2 separate regions of the Mus musculus genome follow, and region 2 is linked to region 1. Evidence: chromatin contacts called from public HiChIP or PLAC-seq data. All regions are on one chromosome and are shown on one strand. The core of a region is the stretch at or near the end of the contact, and the rest is flanking DNA. Distances in the headings are between cores, read along the strand shown.

The links. HiChIP or PLAC-seq counts read pairs in DNA pulled down with a chosen protein or histone mark.
Region 2: an H3K4me3 HiChIP or PLAC-seq map of the SCID.adh cell line shows a contact between it and region 1, with 10 times the contacts expected there. The contact joins two enhancer-like sites. A contact is called at or near these places in 1 of 15 datasets of contacts at CTCF or cohesin (CD8 T cells), 17 of 484 Hi-C or Micro-C datasets (the C2C12 cell line, CD8 T cells, the N1E-115 cell line and 12 more), 8 of 115 datasets of contacts at active chromatin or transcription factors (CD8 T cells, the SCID.adh cell line, Th17 cells and 5 more) and 1 of 9 other capture datasets (embryonic stem cells).

Annotation. Positions count from the first base shown.
Region 1 is chr13:37,075,690-37,080,340 of GRCm38.p6, forward strand. No RefSeq gene overlaps it. Among named protein-coding and RNA genes, the nearest start is that of Gm30549, 7.0 kb to the left of the region's middle. Within about 2 kb of position 2,527, at least 1 of the 459 cell types and tissues checked has an H3K27ac peak or open chromatin away from gene starts, as enhancers often do. A contact at or near this core is called in the SCID.adh cell line, where this site is marked.
Region 2 is chr13:37,304,795-37,309,445 of GRCm38.p6, forward strand. No RefSeq gene overlaps it. Among named protein-coding and RNA genes, the nearest start is that of Gm40913, 27 kb to the right of the region's middle. Within about 2 kb of position 1,862, at least 10 of the 459 cell types and tissues checked have an H3K27ac peak or open chromatin away from gene starts, as enhancers often do. A contact at or near this core is called in the SCID.adh cell line, where this site is marked.

The DNA.
Region 1 (4,651 bases), core at 1,277-3,776:
CTGACTATGGAGATCAGTAACCCTGCACGGATCACACCTCTAGAAAATCAAAGACCGTGGAGCTTGTTAGTTATCAGTATCATGAACTCATCCCCATCCAGTTGTTACCCTGTTTGCAGACTGAAAACTAAAAACAAACAGAAAGTCATGACAAAACCCTTTCTTGGTCACATCATTGAGCATTTACCATTTCTTGACCTATCTAATCTCCAAGACAGAGATATGCTTCCATGTCTGCTTATAGAAGTTTCCATAGCTTTAAATTGGCCATCAAATCTGGAACCGTGGAGGCAAACATACAGCTTGCACAGCTAGTGCTTTGGTCTTCATCCCGGTTTGAATCCGTCCCCTAAGGACCTAAGCTGAATACTGATAAACTTTTATACCATCACCCTCAGGCCTAGAGAGAGGCAAAGAGACTAGCCTGTTTGGGGGTCTGTCTGTCTAAAACCACAGCCTGCAATAGACCTCAGGAACTTATCATTTCTGCTATGAGAGACGGAAGTTTGCAAAAGGCCCTAGCCTCAGGAAAATGGTAGCTTGTCGAGGTCAGAGCCAAAGGAACAAGGGCTTTAGAACCCATGGAATGTGGTCTACCTTTTAGCACAATCATGATGGATGACCTGGGGACTTCATGTTGTTATAGAACATTGCTTAGCTTCTTGTTCTCCTGGCCTTCAAGTCCCTCAGAACCTACATGTTGTGTGAAGATTCTGAGAGGCTTCCAGCCCCTCTGCGGGCAGTATCATTGGCACTCAAAATAATAGTACTTGATCTCTTTTAAGTGCTGCCGCTGGAACATATTGATGATTCAAACACCACCCTTTGAAAGAACTTAGAAATGTAGATTGTTAGCAATGACCACCACCTATATAATTTACAGAAGTAGATTGTTAGTTAGGTTAAGATATTTTTTGTGTTCAAAGGCTCTGATGTGGAAAAGTCTTAGAAAACAATTTGAACTTCAGAAAGGCACACTTTTAATAGTTGAACTAGGGAATTTTTTTTTTCTTTAGGTCAGGGAACAAGAACAATGGCAGTCCAACTAGCATGGCTGACATGACTCTTTTGCTAAAGTGGGGCTGGTGGTCAAGGTGATGATTAATTTCTTGTCCCTATTTTTGCCCTTGGCTTCCTGAAATGTTTTAATTAAGAAAATTGTTAATGAATAGATGTGCATCCTGAGGATTTAAAGAAGAAATGACTGATTATTTTTTATATACACATTTAGATTTATGATTCTTTTAAGATTTTTATAAGATTGTTTTCTAAGATAATACTAAGATAATTGATTCTTTCTTTCTTTGTAACCACAAATTTCAGCCTGCCAGTAAAGAGAAACTGACTGAGAAAATTACCTTGCTTGCTTATATCTCATTAATATGCAAGTTTCTTAGTTATGAATGTAAGTGCGTTCTTGGGAATGATTTGCTTTTTTCTTCACCTGTAATACATAAAATGTATTTTTATGTAAAGGTGCTGGGGGACATACTGTTTTTTTAATAATCATCCACAAAAAGAAAAGTAGAATGCCACCACATTGTGATTTTTGTTCTGCTTGAAAGATTTTGTTGGGATGTATAAGCTGTGAGAGGAAAAATGAAATTGTTGGAGCTTTGTTCTATCCATCCAAAAAAATGCATGTATGTGTTTGCTTGTAAAGTGGTTGGAGGTTTGCTCAGTCTACCTAATGTGTGAATATGTATGTATGTATGTATGTATGTATGTATGTATGTATGTATATGTGCATGTTGTGAAGTTGCTGGAGCTTGTCTTGTTCTATCCACCTAGTGTGTACATGTGTTTATGATTCCCCCCACCTTTCTTTTTTCATTCTTGCCACCCCAAAAGAGTTCAAGGAGTCTCACTAGTCACAGAGAATGCCAGCCCCAGTGAGTTTATTGCCTTAGAAAAAAGTCTGCTGAGAGATCAATTGTGAGCTCTACACTGTTGCCTCAGTTTCCCCTGACCTATTGAAGCTTGTCTTTTACAGTGGCTGTTCCCAGAAGTATGACTGATGTTGTAAAAAGCTGCTCAGAGATGATTTCTGTAATATTGCTATGGAGATAACCCATGCATTTTCCTTTAGGATCCCTTGGAGTCATTGCATAGGTAATTAGAAGGTCCTTGCTGCCCCTGTCCCCAGATTTGAGGTGCTTAATGTTCTCAGGTATACACCATTCCTGCAAGGTCTCTAATAGCTATGGTTTTCTCCAGAATCACAAATACCTTTATAGAAGAATTGTATCTTGTTGGCATTGAAAGTTTGCTTACATGATGGTTCTTGTACGGTTCCCATTGGTTTGTATCTGTATTCCACTCAAGCTACTTGCTTGCCTTGGAGGTCACAATAAATAGTGTGTTATTTCTCAAAAGCGAAAGTTAAAGTAAATATATCTAAGGTGTGGATATTCACTGTGGACCTCTTCCACAGCTAAGAGAATACTAATTCACTCACACACCTTAATGAAGATTCTGAAGGAATGTTTCCTGCTTAGTCCAATCCAGAAGCCAGATGTGAATGTCAGGGATGGAAGCCTTAGCCACAGCTGCAGGGAAGGGTTGGGTTCAAGAATGCACCTAAGGGAACAATTGGGCACCAGTGCCTAAGTGAGAATGAAATAGAATCCTTCATAGAATCCAATCAAGGGCAGATAAAGACATGCATGTTCATGCTGGAAACTAGAAAGCTTCAGAAAAACAAAGAAATCTTCATAATTGCAAGGTAGGAGAAGCTGTCTTAAAGCAAGCAACAATCTTAGAGAGAAACTTCTTGTTTGAAATCCAGGATTTCAGCAAGAGAACAGAAAGGTACAACAAACAATCTAGGTCTTATATATTCACAGAAGGTTCATAGCAACATTTCTTTCTCTCTCTCTTTTTTGAATCCCCCAAACTTAGAATCCATACACCCATGGGGCAATGACACAGCAGTTTATAGAATCCATTACCAGAGAACAGAAGTTCAGATCCCAGCACCCACGATGTGCTGCCCCCAAATGTTTATAATTCTAGCACAAAGGAATCGGACTGCCCCTTCCTGTCTTTGTAACCCCATGTAAACACACACAAGAGAGTATGCATGTACTCACACACACATGAATGCACACACATACACACATGCACACTCGACATAAATAAAATAACTAAATAAATTTAAAAACAAAGAATAAAACAACTGAGCCAGAGGAAAATGATTACCCATACAAGTGACAAAACATAATATACAAAGGTTGTTATGAACTATTGTAGATCAATGTCATCTAACTAATAGCTGTCAAAATATTTGAACAAGCGTTTTAGACTAGGAGACATAATGTGGAGGTTGTAACTATCTGTTAGAATACATTCTAGCATGCCTGAGGCCCTGGGTTAGCGTCCCAGTGTTGTATTACAAAGAGGATCCTCTAATGTATAAGCATTGATATTCAACATTACTATTAATTTTAAAAGATAGCCAAATATAATAAATAATAATAATAGTAATAATATCAACCCACAAAACTGGTGAAAACAGAACCTGTGGTATTACAGATATGGACCAAAAGGACCCCACTCCCACCCCCAGGAAGCATTTGATAACAGTAACACCTAGCACAGCAGCATTGGAGAACACAGAAACCCTGCCCACTGCAATTCACCCCTCAACTGTAAAGTACCACAAGAGTCCATGTACCAAACTATGTGCACAGAAGGCCTCGTCATAATTGCCCAAACTTAGAATCCATATGCCCACGAGAAACTTACAGCATGTTCACGCATGCAAAGGGAAAATGAACTGTAATTTTCTAATGAAAAAAAGACACCCAGAGAATTTTTCTAGCTTTGTACCAAGCTAGAAAATAAACAAAACTAAGTCTATCATTTGGGGCTTCATGGCAGACACTAAACTTGAATTAAACGCAAAAGAAAATAATCATGGTGACCATGATGGGAAGGTGATATTGCTTGTGATGGTGGAGGGTCAGACTCTCCACAGGACTACCCTTAACCTTTTGAACTTTAAAAAATTATGTCGATGGTCAAAAGAATATAGAAAAATGAATTATATATCTTTTGAAGGATAGTAGTTACGGCTTAATATTTTAGGAAATTGTTCCCGGAAATAAAATTGAGATTACAACTAATTGATGCTTTCTCCTAGTGGTTCAAATTTTACCTTATTTTAGTGCAATGCACATTAACCATATCAATTCTTGTCTGGTTATTGCTCACATGTAATTCCTCACCCCATTGTTTCTGAGAACATATTATTGGTAGTTGTTGCAGATAAGTTCATGAAATCTGTGACCTGGTATGCTTGACGGACTCAACCCCATCTTCCTTATATGACTGAAAACCAGAGAAAACACTCTGTGTGGTGTGCTACGGTATGGGAAGAAGCCAGCCAAACATTCCACATCATGTTTTACAAAGAAAAAAAAAATCCGACGCAGTGGGTTTAAAATACAGTCATAGTGCTTATTTGCTTCTTTTTCCATTCTGATGTAAACGAAGGCTTTCAAAACAAAATTAACCTCTAGGTATCATCATGTCCTGCAGAGGCTCTATCCCTTTTAAGCATACAAGTTTTCCAATTTTTAGAAGTTGAGAAGTGGGATGTTGTGTTTCTTTTATTTTCACGGGGCTTAGGTCTTAAAGGTCAAGAACT
Region 2 (4,651 bases), core at 612-3,111, 230 kb after region 1:
TTAGGGAGATGGTTTATTGGAAGATTTATCCCTGTCTCCTTGACCTTTGATGGCATTTTGCTTTCTGTTTTATATCTATCTTATTAAAGGCACATAAAATTGATTGCACCAGTGTTCATAAATGACCTCATGCAATCTTCACCCAATTTCAGAACCAAGATAGCACTAACTACATGAAATAAATTCCCTCTTCCACTTTTGGGAAGAATTTCTATAATGTATTTATTTCCTCTTTTGATCTATGCAATGATTCAGGCTTAGTTTTCTTAATGGGAAGATCCTAAGCTAGCAATTTTACTTTCTGAGAATGGCTAGAGGGTGCTGCTTTTCCGCGATTTATTTTAGTCAGGTGTTCTGAAGAGCTGTCTTTTGTCTGAATTTTCTGATTATTGGCATATAATTGATCACAGAACTCTTTCCAACTGCACCTCCTTTATCTATGACCTTTTTATTATCAATTGCCTACTTGGGTCATATCTCATTTTAACAGCATAAATGTATTGAGTGCTTTCTGTATTCCTAAGCTCTGAACCAAGCTTTGGCATTGAATGTTATCCCTGCTATGTTTTGCTCATCCTTCTTTTTTTTTTTTTCCTTCTATTTCCTCAAGCTTATTCATATTGCTGCTTTTCTCCCAAAACTTAAGATAGCTTTTAAATTCAGTGATTCTAAACATTTCTCCATATAGTCAATCATTTTTGATTGTAATAATTTCTCCATTTTTCCATATAGTCAATCATATTTTCCTCACACACCCCCCCATTTTGTTTTGTTTTGTTTTGTTTTGTTTTGTTAGCTTTACCCTCAGGTTTAATTAATTGGTATTTTCATTATGATTTTATATTGTCTCTCTGATTATAAAGCTTTGAAGTTTTCCCAGATTGCCTCTAAGTCTAGGGGCATATACAGAACTCCATAAACTCTTGTGATTTCTCATTAAAGTATTTGAATCTCAGTAATACCCATTAGTTGAATTGTTAACTGTTTTCAAACCTTCTCTGCCTTTTATTATGTTTTGTTAGCCAATCCAATACAGGACAGATAATTTAATGAAAGATAGGTTTCTCTTTTTTGTAGTGTTTGGCTTTCTGTGTTTATAACTATTTTATTAGAGGCATATAAATTTATAATTGGTATGATGTGCTGGGGAATAGAATCTTTTAACATTTCCTAGTTACCCTCTATATTAAGCTGTCTTATCTTTTGTTTTCTACACTAGTATCCTGGTTGTCTTGGAATTTGTGGGGTTTTGGGTTGGTTTTGTTTGTTTGTTTTGGCTTGTTCAGTTTGTCTGGTTTATCTTTTATTTTTAATCAATGTCTTGATTGTTGTTTATTGTTTCTTCTTATCTAAAGGGTAAATTGGTTGATTGTTTCTAAAGAGCAAATAAATAGCCTGGTGTTTGATATCTCAGTCTGACTAAGCTCTGCCTTTAAATTGGTAAGTCTAGTCCCTCTTTGTTTATTGTGAATGCTGAAAAAGTTAAATAAATTTAGTCTATTTTGATCCTAGTACTTCTGCTTCCTGATTCTGCACAATAGCTGCATTTTTCTTCATAGGTCTCTGGATTTAACTTCTCTCTCTTCCTCTGTCCCCTCCTCCCCTCTCTTCCTACCACCCCCTATTTCTTCCTCTTCATGTCAACCTCCTCCTGCTTTCTAGATGGTGTGTGTGTGTGTGTGTGTGTGTGTGTGTGTGTGTGTACAGGTGCCTTCTGTGGCCAGAAGTGGGAGTAAATCTTATCATATAAACCATCTAAACATCACACCAAACTCAATCCAACTGCTCCCCTCCTCAGTGATACCCAACTTACAAACCGCACCGCAGTTGTTTCTCTTCCAACTCATACGCCTTTCTCATCTAGGTTTTAGAAACCTCACTGATCTGATGACACCACTGTCGCTGCTTTTAATAGTTAAATACAGGTCTCTTCCAGAGCTGTCTCCTTCTCTCTAAAATAGATACTCGGCGTTTCATTTAGTGCATACCTCTTAGCGTTTGCTTGAAAACATTTCGTCTTATTCTGCCCATCTCTGTGTAGTCTTGTGGTTAGACTCTCGGACAGCTATTCACTTGTCTATTTTCAATGCTCGTATTTTCTTTTCTTTTGCCCACTGGTTTCAATTGGTGCTGCTGACAATTTAATATTAACCACCCCTTTATGCTTTGAAGATGATCTGTCTTTTCTTTTTAAAGCCTTCAAGGTTATCTCTTTGTCTCTTATACTACAACAATCAGTTAATTAATACAATGAAATGTATTTTGCCCATTCTACCCTTTCTGAATGAAATCGTCCATCTTTCCCCATCCTCTCTAGTCTCTCATTTGAACCTTCTACGAACCTTCTACGAATGTACTCCTGTCTTCTGTGATTTTTCTAACTTCTTGCTGTATGTGGATAACAACTCCTGGGGCTCCTCTCATTCATGGAGACTCTTCATAATTTGTGAAAGATGTGACATTCAAAAAAAAAAATCTTCATTCAGTGTCTCGTACTTTTCCAGAAGTTTTGCTTACATTATCTATTTTTCAAATCGTTTTAAGTCATTGATAATAGTCTCTTATTTTGTCACTCATTTTGGTGATTCTTTTTTTTTTCCTGAAATGTGATATGTTGTGTCTTTTGTTTGTTTTCTGTTGTTTTGTTCTGTTCTGTTTTGTTTTGTATGAGATACGTCTTCACCTGTAGTCTACGCTGACCTGGAGTTTACAGCAATCTCTCTACCTTAGCCTTCTCATGGCTGGGATTGTAGGCTCTTATCACAGGGCTTCATGGATAATTCCCATCTTCTCTCTGGAGTATCGAGTTACGAAAAGCCATTTCTAGTCTAATCTCACCAGCTATGGCTCACCTTTTTTGAGTGTTGACACATTAATTTGGGGTTTATATTTAATTGAAATTGTGTTGTGGGAATTTAGAGAGGCTTGCTGAGGGATCCCCTGACCTGAATGGTTTGTGTCTGCTTTTTGTGAGGTGCCTGGGGCCCTTAGGCAGACACTTGTCATGATATCTCAGTCCACTGCTATTTGGTTACAAACACAATCACACTTCAGAAAGCTTTCTGTTCCTCTTCCTCCAGCATTTTCTTTTCACTACACCTTGCCTGCTACTGCCTTTGACCCCTCCCAGATCAGGGTAGGGAAGAGAACATTGGGGGAAAATGTCACCCAAACAACAAGACTATCTCTGTGCCAGAAATACAGCTGGACCCTCGTGGGCATTTTCTGCGTGCCTCACAGATACTTCTGGCAAGGCTTTGGTTGGATTTTTCTAACAGATGAGCCACAAAGAGGATTTTTTTTTTTAGAAGAGTAGTTTTAGGTTCACAGGAAATGTGAAAGGAAGGCATAGGTTAACGTTTAATTCAAGAAGCCAAGGATGTGGTTCCTGTTTGTGTATCAACATGTACTTTATCAACACGCCACCAGAGTAAAAGAACACCAGTGGGTTTACAGATTCTTAGTGTTGTGTGTTCTACAGACTTTGACTTGATTCAACACCTGGCACCACATCACAGAGTAACTGCAATGCCCAGAAAAATTCTCTGTGCTTTGCTTATTTACCACCACCACCCTTGTCTCTTTTAACCCTAAGTACCCTCTGTCCTTTTCTCTGTACCCATACTTTTGCCTTGTCCAGAGTTTTATATATTTAGAATCATGTCGTCTGTCTGGAGACCTTTCAGACGGGCTTCTTTGACTTGTTTAAGTTTTCTTTATGTCTTTGTATGACTTCTTAACTCAGTCCCTCTCACCACTGAGTAACGCCATTACCTTTACTTGCTACATTTTATCCATTCACTTCTTGATGAGCAACTTAACTGCTTCCACGCTTGAGCAGGCCAGAATAAACCTGCTGATAGCATCAATGGTCTGATGCTGGTTTATTGTATGAGCTTCAGCTTTTACCATCTTTGGGTCCAAACCTCCTGAAGAGTTTGTCTGTTGGGTGGTGAGAACATGCTTGGCTTTGTGAGAAGTTGCCAAACCATCTTCCAAAGGATGCAAGGCAGTGACGAGCCCTTGACTGAAATAACCTCATCCTCTAGGACGGGCAAGTTTCCTTGCAGAGTCACATGGAAGGATGGACTCCAGCATCTCTTCTACTTAGATCTTTCTGGCCAGTTTTTTAAATGCCTTGGTCCAGCTCTCCCTCACATTTGGGCCACATCAGTTTCGAGAGCTAGATCTTATGATTGGCCATGGAAGCACCACCCTTTTCCTGACAGGGCAGGAAACTACCCTCCTGTTTCACCTCACCAGCCAGAACCTCTGACCCTCTGGATTATTCGTCTGGTATTAATACAATGGGTTAAATATAATACCTTCTGTGGTATTAGAATACATCATCTTCCTCCAGGAAAGCTGGAGGATATATAACACTAGGAGATAGTTGTGAGTGTGCGTGTGCAGGTGCGGGTGTGTCCCAGCCAGAGTGGAGGCTCTTGCAGCCCACGTTGCATATCATATGAGAGCTACTATCCTGTGTTTGCTTACTCCTATGGACTGGTTTTCAGGACTCACCTGACAATGAGGGTTTCATAAGGCTCCTCCCCCTTAGCAGCCAGAACTATAAGCTCTGCCTTCCCAGAACTATAAGCACGCCAGCATCTTGGCTTAGCTTTTAAGCCTCTTGACAGCTGTGTTTATT